Linked DNA regions of Sus scrofa: all the other regions are linked to region 1. A link is a contact called in public Hi-C and promoter capture Hi-C data. All regions are on one chromosome and are shown on one strand. The core of a region is the stretch at or near the end of the contact, and the rest is flanking DNA. Distances in the headings are between cores, read along the strand shown. Region 1 holds the start of NUDT16L1 (protein syndesmos). Region 2 holds the start of NMRAL1 (nmrA-like family domain-containing protein 1). Region 3 holds the start of PPL (periplakin).

What was found. Promoter capture Hi-C pulls out the DNA fragments that hold promoters and counts their contacts. Hi-C and Micro-C count contacts between places; a contact is called where the count stands out from the background.
Region 2: a Hi-C map of liver shows a contact between it and region 1, with 2.3 times the contacts expected there. The contact joins the promoter of NMRAL1 here to the promoter of NUDT16L1 in region 1. A contact is called at or near these places in 1 of 5 promoter capture datasets (liver) and 1 of 47 Hi-C or Micro-C datasets (liver).
Region 3: a contact with region 1 is called in a promoter capture Hi-C map of fetal liver, with 4 times the contacts expected there. The contact joins the promoter of PPL here to the promoter of NUDT16L1 in region 1. A contact is called at or near these places in 2 of 5 promoter capture datasets (fetal liver and liver), 8 of 47 Hi-C or Micro-C datasets (embryonic fibroblasts, heart right ventricle, liver and 2 more) and 1 of 2 datasets of contacts at active chromatin or transcription factors (skeletal muscle).

The regions. Positions count from the first base shown.
Region 1 is chr3:37,692,498-37,695,941 of Sscrofa11.1, forward strand. It overlaps NUDT16L1 (protein syndesmos), which reads right to left and starts at 2,156. Exons shown (of 4, transcript XR_002342434.1): 1 at 1-2,156. It overlaps MGRN1 (E3 ubiquitin-protein ligase MGRN1), which reads right to left. Exons shown (of 17, transcript XM_021086677.1): 17 at 2,306-3,444.
Region 2 is chr3:37,870,216-37,873,496 of Sscrofa11.1, forward strand. It overlaps NMRAL1 (nmrA-like family domain-containing protein 1), which reads left to right and starts at 1,653. Exons shown (of 6, transcript XM_003124636.6): 1 at 1,653-1,966; 2 at 2,147-2,227. The coding sequence starts at 2,188.
Region 3 is chr3:37,458,906-37,462,303 of Sscrofa11.1, forward strand. It overlaps PPL (periplakin), which reads left to right and starts at 1,582. Exons shown (of 22, transcript XM_013995670.1): 1 at 1,582-2,168. The coding sequence starts at 1,597.

The DNA.
Region 1 (3,444 bases), core at 906-3,405:
CCCAACCAATCCGCGGGAAGCCGCGCCCCTGGGCCCCGCTCCTCCGCCAATCGCTGACCCGCGCCGGGGCCGAGCCCATCGCGACGCTCAGAGGCGTCGTTGCGAAGCGGGAGGGGCGTGCGCAAAGGGGAAGGCGGTTCGCGCCCAGCTGTCACCCAACAGCCGCGCACCCCGAACCGGCACCGCCCACGATCCTAGAAAACCACAAGGCCCAAGATGCAACGCGACAACCGAGCCCGCACGAGCCGAGCGCAGATTCGGATTCGGGTTCCCAGACGCGCGGCGCCTGCGGGGTTGGGGCGCTACCTGCAGGCGGTGCAGCCTGTGGAGTCTGGACTCAAACTGCGCGTCTAGAAGAGGGCAGGGAAAGCCCTAGCAATTATACTGCCCTCCGCCTTCCCCCGCGCCTCTTCGGGAGCACAGCCGCGCCGGCTTCCCACCGTCAGCTCCAGGCCGGGTTGGCGCCTGTCCCTGGGCGTGCGGGCGCCCCCTGCCTGCCCCAGGGGGCTCAGCCGAGCCTTGCGGCCAGGAGGCACAATGCCAGCCCATGGTTCTGCTGCCGGTTAAACACAGCCTGGCAGAGTCCAGCTACCCCCCGAGTCCAGCCCAGCCCTGAACTGGGGGTGGGCGGTGAGGAACTCGGGGACTTCCTGAATCCAGCCTGCTGGGGCAGAAGTGATTTAGATTCCGGGCAGGGAGCTTCCCAGCGCAGCGCCCAAATACCCGTGTCAGGGGCCATATAGGCCAGGTACTCCCCCCTTTAGGAACCTGGGGCTCAGATGAACGGGACTTGCCTGAGGGCACCCAGCAGTTTGTGAGAGCCAGGATCCTACCCTCGAATTCCACCTCTCCTACCCAGTGTCCGCGCAGAAAACCGTGCAGCTTCTGGGGACGAGGGCCTGAGTCACTTACCAGCGTCTGTACCGGAGAAGGCAGGCACTACGGCTCCGGAGCATCAGAAACAGCAGCTGCGGCAGAGCAGCAGGCTCCCCCGGGTTCTGTGGTGCTACTCACTCCATCAGGTAGCCCAAGCTCCATTTTCCCCCCGCGTGGTCCTCTGCCAGGGTTGGGGCTGCCGCAGCAGGGAGGCAGCCGCAGCTGGCAGTGGGAGGCCAGACTCTAGGGAGACTAAAGGTGTTTGAAGGGAAGGACCCAGGCATTAATAAATAAAGGTGTTTGAAGGCTCGCCTCAGGCATTAATAAAGGAGGTGGGCCCGTGGTGGGAGACCCAGTGCAGCCAATGCAAAAACCTGTGTGACTGAAAGGCCTTTTCCACACCGAGACCGTGGCAGACCGGGGACCCCCGAGGTTGGCAGGCCTTCCCTGGGGCAGGGCCAGGCCAGCTAGGAAGGCTGGCTCCACCCTTGAGTGCCTGAGTCAGAGGGCACTGCTGGCTGGCCGTGGTTCGGGCAGTGCTGCAGTGGGCGTGCTGGGGCACCAGCCTCTCCCCATGCAGAGGCTGCTTGCTGGTCAGGGGAGCTCAGGCTGAGCAGAGGGCCCCAGCTGGGCTCCAGCGTCCTGGCAGCCAAACCTGCCCTCCAATCCATTTCCCCCGAGGACAGCTGGAGAAAGTCGCTCCCTTGCTTAGCAGCCTCCAATTGCTCCTAGGGCAAAACTGGGCCCCCACAAAGTGTCTGCACCCCACACCCCAGCTCTGACACTTCAGCCACTCCGTGGACACAGTAGACCCACTCCTGCCTTTGCACTTGCTGAGCCAGCTGCCTGGGGTGCTCTTCCAGGCCCAGCTCCTTGGCATCCTTTAGGGCTCAGCTGAAACGTATCACAGAAGCCCTCCCCAAACACAGGCTAAATCAGCACCACCTCGTTAGCCACCGACCCCCTTCCTAACTGTAATCACATGTGGTTAGACCTGAATCACTTGCGTAGCATCTCACTGACTAGAACGCAGGCTCCCAGGGGCCTGGCGCCTTCTGCTTTCTGCTGGCACAGCAGGCACTCAGTTCACGGCGGCAAGAGGAACTAGCGACGGCTACGGCCAAAGCAATTGCATAGCTGGAGGCCTGGGCTCTTCCACCTGCTCAGGAAACAGAGCCAAGTCCCAAGGGTCCCTCCCCTTTGCTCCAACCCGACAATCAGCATAATGCCGACCCCAAGAATAACAAGCAGCAGCACTCACGCCCTCCCGGAAGTCCTATGTCACATCACACATGAGGGAACAGTGGCTGCAGCCACAAGCAGGCACTTGCGCTGCTCTGAGTGTGTCAGAGCTGCCACTCAGCTGTCCTGCCTCCCGAGAAACAACCCAGTCCTGTGGAGCTGTGCATGGAGGGAAAAGCGAATAGGATATTGCTGCATGATTTTATTACTATAAATATACAGTAAAAACGAACAAAAACTAGCCAATCAGAGTACATCAAATGGTAGCACGTGTTAAGTCCAAGACAGGCCAGTCTGCACCCCGCCCTTCAGTTACTGGCCCCAAAACCAATGGTGAGAGGCGGGGGGTGTTGGCCAGTGAGAGGAGAGGGGTGAGGAGAGGGAGACGGTCATGTGCGTGTGTGGCATCTGTGCACCCACGAGCACACGGCGGGCAGGACGGGAGGCAGGGCGCCTGCAGTGTGGCCTCTGTTCATAGGCTCAACTGGAGAGAGAAGGAGGCGCCCATTCCGAGCACCCCACTCATCAGAGCCTCAGGCTGTGTGGTCGGCTGCCCAGCACCATCCTTCCCACCTGCTAGGAAAGCGCTGGCACGGGGAGTGCAGACCCGCCGCCGCCAGGCTAAGGTCCCACTGGGGCAGCTCTCATCCAGAGGCACCAGGGCCAAGCACGCTGTCTGCCTTTCTGTTGCCCGCAAGTTTGTCTTTAAGAGAAGGCGAGGTCACCTCACATGGGGCCCTCGTCCCCAGGGACATCCCGCCACAGGAGCCCCAGACGGGAACAAATCAAAGCAAATTCTCAGTGCCATCTACGGCAGAGGGAGCAGAGAAGCCACCAGCGCCTTCCAGAGCAGGTGATGGCGTGCCGCTCGCCGAGCAGAGCCCCGGCCCAGAGGGTCTGGTGCCGTGGGCAAAGCTGCCGCTGGGAAGGGCTCTCAGGCACCACACCGCCCATGCCCAGACCCAAACCTGGCCGAGCCTCGCCAAGCTGTGCAGGGGGAGGGCAGGGGCAGTCTCCTTCCCGGCCTGAGACTCAGACCCCACCTCCTCTCCTTCCAGGGGCCCCGCGCGTCCCCGTGAAGGCAGCACCTCACCGCCCAGGAACTCCTCTTCTCCAGCGTGTCCCTCAGTTCCCGGGCATCGGCCGCCACGGCTCGGGGGCTGGGTGAGGCTGCACACGGGTGCCCGGCCCCGGGGCATTGGGAAGGACCCAGAGCTCAGCGCCCGGGACAGAAAGCCACTGTCCTTCATCTTGTACCATTTACAAATACATGGACTGTAGAAAAAGGGTCGTCAGAGGGGACAGTCAACTGTGCTCTTCGGTCAA
Region 2 (3,281 bases), core at 403-2,902, 180 kb after region 1:
CATGGGACCAACTCTCAGGAAGCCCTCAGTCGATATGATATAGATAATTTTGCCAGTGGAATAGAGATGGGAGTGAAATAATAGTCACTGTAGCCTAGAGGTCAGGGAGGGCCTCCTGGAGGAAGTGATGATTATGTGGAGTGTTAGGGAATGAGTAGGAGTTGGCCCTATAAGGTGGTGGGAGGAAGGTATTCCAGGCGAACACCTGGAATGTGGTTAACAAATCCAACTAGGAGCCATGAGGTTGCAGATTTGACCCCTGGCCTCGCTCACTGGGTTGAGGATCCTGTGTTACTGTTGGCTGTGATGTAGGTTGCAGACGCGGCTCGGGTCCGCGTTGCTGTGGCTGTGGCTGTGGCGTAGGCCAGCGGCTGCAGCTCTGATTCGGCCCCTAGCCTGGGAACCTCCATATGCTGTGGGTGAGGCCCTAGAAAAGACAAAAAAAAAGAAAAAAAAGAGCCAGCATTTGTCGCTGCTGTGGCATGGGTTTGATCCCTGGCCTGGTAACTTCCACATGCCACAGGTGAGGCCAAAAAATAGATAAATAAATAAATACATGTATCTTATAATACCTAGACACCAATATTTTACATACATAAAATACACATGACCGGAGTTCCTGTTGTGGCTCAGTAGGCTACGAACCCAACTCATATCCATGAGGATGCGAGTTGGATCCCTGGCCTTGCTTAGTGGATTAGGGACCCCCACATTGCTGTGAGCTGTGGTGTTGGTCACAGACTCAGCTCAGATCCTGAGTTGCTGTGGTGTAGGCCAGCAGCTACAGCTCGGATTCGACCTCTAGCCTGGGAACTTCCATATGCCTCTAAAAAGGAAAAAAAAAACAAAACCCAAAACCAAAAACACATGGCCTTGTGGGTTATCTCTTGTGGGTTATCGCTACTACCAGATTCAGGAAAACCATCAGTTTTAGTTTGATTTCCCAGTAACTGCAGTGTCTAGTAGATGTTTAGGCAATCAATCAGCAAATATTTATTAAGCACCTACTTTGTGCCAGGTACTATTTTAGGCACTGGAAATTCATCAGTGCCTACTGTTATGAAGCTAACATTCCCAGAGGGGTCTGTACACACTTTGGAACAAATGAAGAAGGGAAAAAAAAAAATGAATGCTCTTATCTAGTCAGCAGTACATTTTTAGAAGAGGAGAGAAGAGAATCATTTCTGACTTTTAGAAGAATACAAAGAAATCTCTTTTCTCCTAAAAGAATTCAAACCCAGGCAAGTCGTGGCAACCTCAAATGTCAGCCATACAGCAACTCAAGAGCCTCGGGTGTTAACTCCTGGGTATAGATTTACTTATCTTTGAGTGACACCCTATAGTGCAGAGCTTCATGCAAGATTTAAAATTTTTGAAGTTCCTGCTGTGGTGAATCGGCATTGTAGCAGTCTCTGCAGTGCCAGCACCCAGGTTCAATCACCCGACCGGCACAGTGGATTAAAAGATCCAGCCACAGGTAGGTCGAAACTGCAGCTTGGATCAGATCACCGGCCAGCGAACTCCATACGCCATTGGCTGGCCAAAAAAGAAAAAAAAGATTGAAAAAATTTAATTATTTTGTTTGTTTATGCTTTGCGCAGTCTTCATCCCCAGCATCCAGCTAAGCAGCCCTCTGCGTGTCTGTTTAGGTCAGATCCGATTTACGCAAATTCGGTGTTACGAAGGCCTGGCGCTGACGGATGCTGACCTGATCTGAGTACACTGGGCCCGGGACGAACCATCTGTGCCCGCGGAGGGGGTGGTGGGTCAGCTCCGTTCAGAGTCACGACCAGGACGGCGGGGGCTCGGAAGCAGCCCACACTGCGGTTCTGTCACACAAGGTGGCCGAAAAAAGGTGGCTTTGCCAGGGTGCGACTGGAGCTTCGGGCGGGGGTGGACTCGGCTGCAAAAGCGGAGGCCCCCCTCCCTTTCCCCGACGATTTCCCACCTAGGCGGTGGCAAGGAGGTACACGCGACCTGGGGGAACCGGGGGTCGGGCTGGGAGGCCATGTCCGGTCCGAGGGGGTGGGGGTGGCGGGGTACCGACCTCTCCCGGCCGGACCGCCCCCTCGGTCCTACGCGGCGCGCGCGGGGTCGTTCCGGGCGGGGATGCCCGGCCTCGTCGCCGACTCTGCGCCTCTCACAGCGCTCAGACCTCTCCCGACCGCGTTTCCCGTTCCCGGTCGCATGGCGGAAAGGAAACTGGTGGTCGTGTTTGGAGCCACTGGTAAGGGACACCCCAAAAGGAGGCCGCGAGACGCAGGACCCCTCGCCAAGCCAGCCCAGGGGTCCGGCCGGCCCAGCCCCACAGAGCCAGGGCCCACTCTCAGCGCCAGGAGATGTACCCCGGGTCCTGGAGGGAGATGTGAGATGGCTCGGACCCCTGACCCAGGGTGGGGCCATGGAGCAGGACCTGAACGCTGATTCCTCTTGTAGTTTTTCAAAAATTAATTTCTTAACTTTGAACTACTAGTGATTGCACGTAACATCAGAATTAAATCTCCCTCCTACCTTTGCCCTAGAAACCCCACCCATTGCCTTTACCAGGTTTCTTTCTCTCTCTTTTTTTTTTGTTTTTGTCTTTTTGCCTTTTCTAGGGCCGCTCCCGAGGCACGTGGAGGTTCCCAGGCTAGGGGTCGAATCCAAGCTGTAGCCACCGGCCTATGCCAGAGCCACAGCCATGCGGATCGGAGCCGCGTCTGCAACCTACACCACAGATCACAGCAACACCGGATCCATAATCAACTGAGCAAGACCAGGGATCAAACCCACAACCTCATTGTTCCTAGTTGGATTTGTTAACCACTGCGCCACGACAGGAACTCCATTACCAGGTTTCTTGAGTCGTGCCTGATATTTAGATATATATAAAGATACTCTGGAGTTCAATGGTGGCTCAGTGGTAACGAACCAGACTAGTATCTATGAGGACTTGAGTTCCATCCCTGGCCCCGATCAATGGGTTAAGGATCCAGTGTTTCCCGTGAGCCCTGGTGTAGGTCGCAGATGTAGTTTAGATCTGGAGTTGCTGTGGCTGTGGTGTAAGCTGGCAGCTGCAGCTTGGATTAGACCCCTAACCCAGGAACTGCCACATGCCACAGGTGCAGCCCTAAAAAGATCATAAATAAATAAACTATAACAGCTTTACTCAGATATAAATCACATACCATACAATCCACCCATTTAAACTGTGCAGGTCACTGGTTTCTAGTATATTCACAGAGCTCTGTAGCCATCGCCACAGTTGTGTAACATTCAGCAACCCAGAAAAGAAACCCCAC
Region 3 (3,398 bases), core at 332-2,831, 230 kb before region 1:
ATGGGAAGCAGAAGGAACTCGGTGCCACGAACACCTGTGCCATAAAGCGATAGACCCTCCCCCAGAAAAATGCACATAGAGACACACACATTTTGTTTTTGTTTGTTTTTTCTGCTGTGCCTGCAGCATATGGAAGTTCCTGGGCCAGGTGCCAAACCTGCACCACAGCAACAACCCAAGCTGCTGCAGTGACAATGCTGGATCCTTAACCCACTGCGCTACAAGGGAACTCCAAGACACACACATTTTGAAAGCAACTGTAGGAGGATCCACAGATCCCCTTAAGCCCACCAACAGGTTCCCCCTTAGGAATAAGGACATAGCTCTCCGATGTCTTGGGGTCTGGAGCAGGAAAAGTTTTTATTTTATTTTATTTCATTTTATTAATTTTATTTTATTTTTTTGGTTCTTTTTAGGGCCCCACCTGCAGCATGTGGAGGTTCCCAGGCTAGGGGTCAAATTAGAGCTGTAGCTGCTGGCCTGCACCACAGCCACAGCAGCGAAGGATCTGAGCCACATCAGCAAACTACACCACAGCTCACGGCAACGACGGATCCTCAACCTACTGAGCAAGGCCAGGGATCAAACCTGCGTCCTCCTGCATACTAGTTAGATTGGTTTCCACTGAGCTGCAACAGGAACTCCCAATCGCTTTATTTTATAAATAAAAAACAGCTGGGGGAGTTCCCGTCAAGGCTCATCGGTAACAAAACCAACTGTTATCCATGAGGATTCGGGTTCAATCCCTGGCCTGACTAGTAGGTTAAGGATCTGGTGTGGCGGTGAGCTGTGGTATAGGTCTCAGACATGGCTTGGATCTGGTGTTGCTGTGTCTGTGGTGTAGGCCGGCAGCTGTGGCTCTGATTGGACCCCTAGCCTAGGAACCTCCATATGCCTTTCCTGCGTCCCTAAAAAGACAAAAAAAAAAAAAAAAAAAAAAAAAGCTGGGAAAGGGACTGGCGTGATGACTCGATGCCCCGTGCCAGCCCCTGCCTCCTGCCCCGCAGACCTCATAGCTCCCCATCTGAGCCCTAATTAGCCCTTTGGCCGCGGCTTATCTCCATGCTTTCTGACTCACTCACTCTGCGCCGCTCCTTCCCGCTGGGCTCCGCACCCCCAGTGCCCTCCAAAGTGGAGCCGAGTCCTCCCAGCCCTCAGGGTCCCGTCTAGTTCCCGGGCCAGACTCAATTTACTGTCTAACTGCAGCCTTCTCTGCCCGCACCCAGCGCAGCCCGGCCGCGGGCTCACCTGGCGCCAAGTCTGACTTGACACATTAGGCATTGCCCTAAGCGCTTTGTGTGTCTCTCCAGGAATCTCCTCAGAACCCTATGGGATGGGGGCTGTGGTTATCACTGTTTGACAAATAAGGAAACTGAGGCTGGAAGCGGCAAGATGCCTCGCCAAGGAGTCAGCTGACCGTTTGTGGGGGTAGGACTTGAACTCAGGCGGGCGCACTCCAGGGCTCCCTTTTCTCAACTACCATCTACCCTGCCACCACCTGGGTGTAATTCACTATCTGTGGGGCACAGGGACCCATCCGATCTCTGCCACACCTGTTGGGGGGAGGGGATGTCAGCCAAAGAGAGGTGAGCGCTGATGCCCCAGAGGAGCAGCCTAGAGCCTGGAGAGGGACCTCAGCCAGGGGGCGCGCCAGGCCGGGGGTGGGAGGTAGCAGGTCCCCGGCTTGCTCGCGAAAGCCGCCAGTGCGCACCCGCCGGCCTGCCCAGCCTCTCCAGTGTCCCGGCGTCGGGGCGCGCGCGGCGGGCCCCCCCCTCCCCAGCCCAGGGCGGGCGTCCCGCTCGCTCCAGCCGGGCCCGGACGAGGGCGCGCGCCCGGCGTGCCGGGAAGCCCCGCCCGGTGCCCCTCCCCGGGGAAGGTAAGCACCACCTTCTCGGGAGCGGCCGGGAGCGCCCGCGGCCTGCGGGCGCCCCGCCCCCTGCGAGTAGTGACCGGCCGCCGCCGCCGCGCTGCACTCGGGGCTCCCGCGCCGCCGCTCGCTCACCTGCGCCCGCTGCCCGCCCCTCGGTGCGTGCCGGGCCCTCCGCCGTCCAGTGCCCAGCCCGGCGCCGCGACCCGCCGCCCCGCCCGCGCACCCCGAGCGCCACCATGAACTCGCTCTTCAGGAAGAGAAACAAAGGCAAATACAGCCCCACGGTTCGGACCCGCAGGTGAGCAGGCGCCCGCATGCCGCGCGCTGCGGACGCGCTGGGCCAGGATGCACCGCCCAGGGCGTGTGTGCGTGTTGGGGGAACGGCTGGGCCTTGAGGGCTGCGGCGGGGGCCCAGGAAGCATTGTCCTGGGAGGCCCAGGGAGCGGGGGAAACCCGGCCAGGAGTGCGCGACCCGCGGGAACACGGGGCTCGAGGGTCATCCTTGAGCTGGGAAGCACCGCCAAGCTGGGGATGGGGATGGGGATGGGCTGCGGTCGCCGAGGGAAGACACGCTGTTTGGTACCAGAGAGTTCTAGGAGCCCAGAAAGCACCAGCTTAGGCGCTTAGAGGCGGGGAACTAAGCTGGAGGGACAGGGGACCGCCTTGCGCAGGGGGCTGGGGGGGGGTCCTCCTGGGCCAGGGTGGAGGGTGACGTGTCCCGAGAATGCTACACCCAAGGCAGGGGCGTTGGGGGGAAGCGCGGGGGACCCAGGAAGCTGTCTAGGGGCGCAACAGGGCAGTGAAACTGAGCTGGAGCCTGGGGCAGGGGGGCGTTCACCAGCGCTTCTTGGAGGAGCAGGTGCTTCTGGCGTCGGGGAGGCGAGAGGTGGGGGCACGTGCCACCTGGAGCATTACTTCTAGAGCCATCCTGAGTTCTCCAATCTAGTCCGGAGGAATGGGTGGGTGTGGGGTGGGGTTGGGGGAGTCCCGGCTGGGGGTCCACCCTCTGTCCACCCCCAACTCCCCGCTCCTTCGGGGTCTGCGCAGCAGCTGAGCAGCAACTGGGCCATCTCCCTGCGGGGATTTTTCCGGGGCGTGGCTGCCCCCCCCCCTCCAGCCCCGAAACTAGCGAAACTGGCAGCTTCTTTGAGCCGCGGGTTCCCAGGGTTGCCTGGAAAGGGAATGACATGTCTTGATGTGTTTGCTTTGAGGCAGCAGCCCACGTCCGTTTTGATAAACCTCATGTATGCATTTAATAAGGGGTTTAGGGGAGCCTGGTGGAGATGCTGAGATTGAGGAAGGAGGCAGGACTGAAGACCCCACCTTGTTCCCTCTCTAAGGAAAATGGGGTGGGGGCTCCCGGCTGGGAGACAGCTTTCCCAAACTTCTCCTGACAAGGGCCTTCAGGCAGGTGGGGAACTCAGCAGTTGCCCCAAGGTGCCCTCACCTGAGACTCCTCTTCCCCACCCCCACCCCCCACTCCTCTGCAGGCCTCAGAGGAAGGTGAGGAGACGCTGGCCTGGGCTCC